Linked DNA regions of Drosophila melanogaster: region 1 is linked to region 2. A link is a contact called in public Hi-C data. All regions are on one chromosome and are shown on one strand. The core of a region is the stretch at or near the end of the contact, and the rest is flanking DNA. Distances in the headings are between cores, read along the strand shown. Region 1 holds the start of CG34138. Region 2 holds the start of srp (serpent).

Region 1 (3,862 bases), core at 403-2,902, 3.6 Mb after region 2:
AATGTACGAAACATTTAATCAAATCAACCGCATACGGGAAAATGAAAACATACCAAATATTTATGTCTCGAAGATTACACAAATGATTTAAAACTTCATTTAGAATCAATTTATTCACCCCAATATTTGACTATTTGTTTATTGATATATTCAACATTGAATAGAGATTCCAGTATATCAACATCAATATACATACATACGGTTTAATGTATGCAATAAATACATGTATATATGTCACGCTATCTAAAATAAATGTTCATGTACGCGTCATTTGAGAGCCTGAGTTTTTTAACACGAATGAGAGATTACTTTTAACATTTCGTAATATGCAATTAATTATAAAAGTATATGAGTTGTGCTCGTTTACAGATTGGCACTCACTTGGGCTGCATAAATATAAGTTTGAGCCACTTAATAAATCATTTTCAATTAACAGATCATAAAATTGGATTACCTAAATAACAATTACTGGGCTCTTACAATAAAATAAAGCATGAGTAAAGCTTGTAACCAAGTATCAAACAAATTTCTAAGGGTTACTAAATAATAATAAAAGTGTCATAGCTAAGGCCTAATTAAGTGACTGAAAGGAACATTCGTAACACAAATAATCACTTTGAATGATTTTTAACTTAGTCACTGAGTTTTTTGTGCACTTCGTCTAAGCAATCGGCACCGGAAATTCCTGTGATTGGATTTTCGCCGTGTATAATAGCATCCATTTCGATCTGTGTGAGATTTTCAGTAAGGAGCTTTTCAATGTTAATGAACTTGGCATTAGGCTCTTGAATGGAGGCAGCATCCATGTCCTGGTCAACTGGCGTCTGGAGCACCGAACTGCTGCGCTTGGCACGCTCTGAAACGTAAGGTAATTCAAGTTTATACAAATTAAGAAGTTAAGATTTAATCACATACCAAAACGAGCCCTGTGGGCCTCTTGATCGATGATAATTTCATTGGTCACATAAACTTCGCGTCGGATTTGGTCACGCAGTTCAACGCTCATGTCCGGAATGCACCAACGCACCAAAATCATCACCAGGGCAACAAAGTTCTGAAAACAAAATGCAAGCCATCAACTAATTTATGCAAAATATTTCATCATCACACGCCCCTGAATTACAATATTTAGTCTGCGACGTTGCTGGCGAATTTGGGGTCAAATGAAGCCTACCAAATGACAACTTTCCAGGCAAGTAAATGGAATTGGCTAAATGCAGCTTAGACAGGTGCTAGCCTCAACCCTAATATAATGTGTATTGGGGGCGATATCGTCGAGTTCTATTCGAAAAAGAAACCCCTTAGAAACCAAAACCGGCACAGCAGCACACCGCTCAACAAACATGCAACACATGCAACATACTTGACTCGATGGACTTTGGATTCTTGCAGCATAAGAAAGACAGAAAGCCGGGAAAGAATGAAAGGTAAATATAAAGAACCAAAATGGAGAACCTAAATGGATAATTGGCCCTAGTTCTACTTAGAGCCAAAAACTTTAGTTAGTAGCTGTGAGTACCTCGAGCCAAGCGGACGCGTTTAAGCAAAATTAAATACAATACTAAAATTATAAAAAAGGATATAGAAATACCAATTGTATAAAAGAAATAAATAAATTACAAAAGAATATTATAAAATCTAATTAAAAACAGGAATACCAAGCAATCTGAAGAATAAAAAAACGGTCGAAATATTGTACAAAGTTAATTAGGCCGTGTTCAAGATGAAATACTTTGAATTCCTAAGCCTTTCGTCGGTGGGCCTCTGCATAGCCTGTGGGGACTTGCTATTAGCAGTGAGCATACTGGGTCCTTCGAGCTTTTACCTATACCTCGATTTCATGGATATTGAAAAATGGGAACAGGATGCCGAAGTGGAAGCTTTGACTCCCATTGGAACCTTCTTTTCAACATTGGGTAACTTAACGGAAAGTACCGAATATAATTGTTTTCTAAATACAAAGTCTTACAGTGAACTATCTGTGGGTGCGAGAGTTCTCGCAGGTTTTCTATATGACAGCAACGTTTATAATTTGGGTGAAGGCAATGATAAACCTAATGGTGGCCTGTATTCTTATCGACGGCATAAAGCAGGTAACATATTTTAAATATCCCAAAAGCACATTACTTATTTAATATAAAATATAACAAACTATTTTAAGAAACGTCTCGTATGTATTGCTCCCTGGTTGATAAACTCATGCCTATCAATGGTTGTTGAAACGGGCATTTTTGTGAGCCTGGAGCTGCGAATTGATGAAGTTGATGCCGCAGTGGATCGTCGAATAGCGAGAAGCCTAATCTTTGGCGTATTTATAGGTGAGCTACTCCTTTCATACTTAAGTTAAATAATTGTTTATATCTCAATATATATTTCAGTGCTGAACGCGTTATTTTCGTATGGTATCTTTGCTCTTTATCGCAAGCTAAAGTCTGACCCCAGTGAGAATGTTGAAGTCATTCCCCAAAGCCCGCCACACACATTTAATGCCTGAACATACTTAGAATTTACGTTTTGGAACCGACAAATATAAATGTTTGAAAAATAATACAAATAAATCTATCCCTAAGTTTTACTCACTTCAAAGACGACTACAAAACCCAATCGGCAGGCCAGAATTATGTAGAACATGCTGCTCAATGTGTATTTTTCTGGAGACGATGGTGGAAGTCGAAAGTCCGTATATCTGAAAACAAGCTAGCTAATAAGTAATTCCTGAAATTATTCCATATATTTCACTCACCTGCACGTTGTTATGTTGGAGAGATCGCCAGCTAAGCTATACAACGTGGGCGAATCAATGACTTTGAACTCTGATAGTGTAAAGTTGAGGTAACCATCCAGAGTGCCTTGCTTGTTTACGTAATGCCGGTACACCAACCGCGGTATCATGTCAGAGGTAAAGGCAATGATGAATCCCTAAATACGTGGTAATTAGTTTAAGATATTTTGATAATTCTACCTCTGCGAATTCTACCTACATTTGTGATCACGCTGAGCTTGCCTATGCAGTCCAGGATACGATACCACACTCCTATATCTCGAACTCGCTGTGATACTGGACGCTTGTGGTGGGTCAATAGTTTCTTTGCATCCAGTCGCATTTCCAGGATATTATTTAGCAGGGCAAAGAATGGCGCCAGCGGAAAAGCGGCCACAAAGATGGTTACGAAGCCGTACTGCAAGACCATCTCCAAATACTCGGGAAACAGACCTCGGGCACCCCAATCCAGTAGCTTGAAATCCCGCATCCAGCGTTCGTCTTTCGCCTTGTCTGGATTCGGGGTGTTGTTGAAAAGTCGCGACAGTCCCACCTGAATGGCCAAAACCTTTCGCCAGAACATGGGAAGATACACTTCAAGAATAGTGTTGAATGCCTGCTTGCCAACCATTATAATGGCTAACTGGATGCACAGCTCCGTCAAACAGCCGCCCGATGAGCACTGCAAAATAAAGAGTTTATTAATTTAACTATATGTATATACGAAATGAAAAGACTCACCTCCTCCTGCCGATAGTCAAAAAGCTTATTATACTCTCCCGGATGACCAACGAATTTACCCTTGAAGAAAGCTATGTAAAAAATGGAGGCGTAGTAGTTTACAAACTGCAGCAGATAAATTTTAAGGGTAAGCGAGTCATCGAACTGAGTTTGAGTGCGCCACATTTCCAGCTCTGTCAGGTACTCAGCCAAATGATTGTACATCTAAAAAGAAATGTGGTATTTGTAAATCGATCTAACTAAACGAAACCATTTGCTTACATAATTAAGTATATAGAGCAGGCACAGATTTACAAAGGCAGCTGATGCAGTGGCTAGGACAATAGCGCTAGAGGTGGTCATGGGACTAGCACCCACTTT
Region 2 (3,906 bases), core at 740-3,239:
TGGCTGCGGATTATGGCATGGGCACACCATCCATCCATGGAGTAGATTATTTATGTCTACGAGGGGTGCTAAACGCGACCCGATCGTAATGGAGTCTGTGTCTCAATACTCCAAAACAATAATAATTCCTGCAGCAGTACGAGGGATTCGGTGCGTGGTACAGGATGGCCTTATCTCTGGCCCGTAGTAATGCCCGTCTTCCCCAGTTTCTTTATAATGGTCATTATTAAATTGTATTATAAGAGTCAGCTCAAACAAAACAAAAGCAAGTCCCGAGTTAAAGTCGGTGGCTGATAAGCTACGATTTTCCACTCGCTATATAACACTGCGAGAAAAAATATACCAGATCTTATACAGATTTCAAATATGAAATTCTGTACATGATTAAAGCTAAACGTAGCAGGATAGTTTAAATGAAATGTAGTAATAGTATCTAAAATAACATGATGACAAGATAATAGGTTATTAAAATAGGTTATTAATAGTATCTTACAATCTTTGCCTCTGCATTCTTCTCAGTGCATTCCCTTTTCTCTTACCCACTCACTTTGGCCTTTTATCTTCTGACCACAAGGCATCTTCCGGACTTTGCTACTGCTACTACTGATAGTCCAGCACCCGCACCCGCACCCTTGCATCCTTATCGCAATGTCTCCTCCTCGACTCCTCCCCGCATGGGTGACCCGCACCCTGTGGCCAGGGCCTCCTCCTCTCCCTACTGGCTGGGTCGGATCTTGGTCTGCCCGGCGAGGCGCCGACTTAAAGTTTTCCGCCAGGTTATTTACCTCCTTATCTCGCCAGCATTGTTTTCGCCTCGTCACCCGCTCCTTGCTTCTGATTCGTCTGGTTTTATCAATGTTTCTGTTTGCAATATGTTTGTTCTCAGCTTTTTGTTATTGTTTCTTGATTACTGGTTCTCTTATCACGACGCGTGACGTCATAAGAGCCGGCATTTTGCTATTAGATAGGAATATCTTTACATTTTTTTATCGTTTTTTTTTGGAAACGTGCTTGCTTTTTAGTTTTTTAAAATTACCAGACTCTTTGGCATTTCCCTGGTGGGAAATAAACTTCATCATAAACTTCATCGAAAGGGGGGGTGTGTAGGGAGAATAGTAGGAGTGCCATAGATAGGCAAGGTCGTCTGCCAGGCTTTGTTATCGGTTTGGTTTAATGTAGATCAGTCTCTATTTATTGAGCGCAAAAAAAATGTTATATCTTTCATAAACCATCTTTACTAAACCGGAAAATATCTTAGATATAAAAGAGAAAAGTGGGATTTATATTAGGAACTTATATTTTTGATTTAGAAAAAGATTAGTTTGGAAGAGCTTGTATCTTTGAGAAATAATTAGAAATTGGGTATTTACAGGATTGGATCTGGGGGAATTTATATATATTTTTTTTTAGTAAGTTGGTTAAAGATCCTTTCTCTACTGTTTGGTAAGCATTCGAAACAGGAACTTATGTACATTCCGCTATAGTGGCCAGATTCCGAATGCTGTCGTCACCAAATCAAATCTGGCCAAAGCAGGCCAGATGATAAGGACCTATGGCATATACTCACCAAGTCGGAGAGCGAGAGTTGCCCCGATAAGGATAGTCGCGCGACCGACGCGTGATGCAACTTAATCAAATCGTGTTTTGGTATCGCCCACCCTGCCTCTCGCTCTATCTGTGCCAGCGTCCTGCTCGCTCCCGTGTGGCGTCCATGCGGCGGAGATGGCGCCTGTGGGGCTGGCAATCGTGGAATCGGAATCGGGCCCGGCTCAGATAGCCATATCTTGGCGGCGTCCAATCAGCGGAACCGGCGACAGCCAAACTACGCCAAAGTACCGAGTACACGGCGCAATGAGTTCGACGGTTGCGTCGCCGATAATAAGTACAATCGTTACTTTGCTGTTGTTGCGTTTTTGAAAAGGTGATATGAAATGTGCTCTGATAAGTTTTAATCAAGAATATTTTACTCGCATTGCTTTGGGTGGCTCCCGGCCGAGTAGCATTTGAAAAGTTGTAGTAGTAGGTCGGAGCTCGGATGCGGGTCTGGTCGGGTCCACTCCCAACCGAACCCATCCCGTGCCATCCCATCCTATCGATTGCATCCGGCACACCGGTGCGGATTCGTGGGTCGTGTCCCGGCGATTATCACCGTGATCTGTTGGGCGTGAAACCGAAGAAAACCCTTTGAGCGTGGAAAAATGTGAGGAAAGTTGCGCCGGCGCAAGGGAAATCCTTCAAACGTGTGTTTAACCACAAAAGCGACGTGAGTTTAACCAACATAATCGACGGTTGGGCGCCCGGAAAAGCCACCACCCGCCTCCTCATCGTTCCCCGAAAGAGTTGTGATCCGTCGGCGTGACCTGTGTGACACTTTCATTTGCCGGGTTAACGCCCCCTCAAAGTCCGGACAGTATCGAAACCGAAAATTTAACGCTTGCTTAGCGCCTGAGATCGCCAGATGCCCAGATGTCCGCGGCTCGGTCATCATCGATGAAAACCACATGGGCCGAACGAACGCCCCTCATAATGAGCGCAACGGATCCGAGCACTCGATTCTGGACCTAGCCACAATGGATTTTCAATCGCTGTCGGAATATGCATGGGAATCTGGCCATGGACAACTTGGTAAGTTTCACCAGACGATTTGTTGGCCTTCGGGGGAAGTTGCTCTCAATTGTCTTAACTAACATAAATAATACTAATGGAATGTTGCATATGTGCTAAATGAAGCTACATATGTACATAAATAAATGTCACATAATGTTTAGTCACAACTCTTGGGAAGACATAGTGTACGTATTATTATGAGTCATTGTATTCATTTTTTGCAAACAGTCATGATTTTAATGAGTTTTAGGCTTAAAATGGTTTCTAAGAATAAATATTTCAGTTCAAGTCGCAGTAAGATTATTAAATGTTGTGGAATGCATCCAAGCAAAAAGTGTCTAAGAAAATTTAAGGAATTGAAAAGGGACCGACAGGGAAAAGTAGGGAAAATTATGTCGATTACGAGAAACCAGCATGACGATCAACGAACCCAAAAAGCACAAAACTCCGGATCCCGTCCAGCCAAGGGGTGGGGCATTGCCTTACAGCTCCAGGCAGTGGCACCCAGCAAGTGCCCATATGCGTGCCCGAGTATATATTTTATATATATGTATGTGTATATATATATAAATATATAAGGAGGTTGAAACGACTGAAAAACAAAATGCGAGTCCAAACGATGGGTCCCGTTCCATGGTACCGCTGCCGATCCACTTGGCCCTGCGGTCGTTGAGTTGTGGCGACGACAACAACGAGGCCTTATCAACATCGACTTGTATGTATATGTATAATATATGTATGTGGGGAAAAAATGAAAAGAAAAAATTATTCAAGAAAAATAAGCATTTAAGAAAAGAATTTCAAAACAAATGAAATAAATGTAGTGGGGCCTTATACTATGTACCCATAAATTCATTGCTATACACACATGACTTCCTGCCATAGGTCAGCCATATTGAAAATTAATTATACAAAAAAAATATATATATATATATATATTGTATAACCACACACATATTATAGTCAAGCGAATTGTCGTAGTTAACCGACAATTGCCTTTTGTTGTTCAGCCAGTGATTTTCCAGGGAAACCCTGGATGCATCCCACACAGCCATCCGACTCCCCTGACACGTGCATCTCCATAGCGAAATGCATCCGCAAACAAGTGGGATTTACTTTTGGGTGCCGCGGAGGAAACCGCGACAATAAACACCGCAAAAACAAAAAAACCAAAACCAAAACCAAACCGAGGACAAACAACCAACAATGACGGACAGTCACATACATTAAACATTAACAGAACAAGTAAAGTAAAAATTGTAGTATAAAAGAATTTTTGTGAAATTCCGAAACGCAAAC

What was found. A called contact is a pair of places that touch in the nucleus more often than the background predicts.
Region 1: a Hi-C map of the Kc167 cell line shows a contact between it and region 2, with 2.4 times the contacts expected there.

Annotation. Positions count from the first base shown.
Region 1 is chr3R:19,633,297-19,637,158 of dm6, forward strand. It overlaps CG34138, which reads left to right and starts at 1,653. Exons shown (of 4, transcript NM_001043264.4): 1 at 1,653-1,916; 2 at 1,972-2,093; 3 at 2,162-2,318; 4 at 2,379-2,583. The coding sequence starts at 1,724. The coding sequence ends at 2,494. subdued (subdued,) reads right to left here. Exons shown (of 14, transcript NM_142563.2): 8 at 3,764-3,862; 9 at 3,503-3,706; 10 at 2,982-3,443; 11 at 2,744-2,919; 12 at 2,581-2,686; 13 at 916-1,054; 14 at 122-856. The coding sequence ends at 633.
Region 2 is chr3R:15,984,163-15,988,068 of dm6, forward strand. It overlaps srp (serpent), which reads left to right and starts at 1,990. Exons shown (of 8, transcript NM_001275690.1): 1 at 1,990-2,625. It overlaps lncRNA:CR44133 (long non-coding RNA:CR44133), which reads left to right and starts at 2,019. Exons shown (of 2, transcript NR_074017.1): 1 at 2,019-2,625.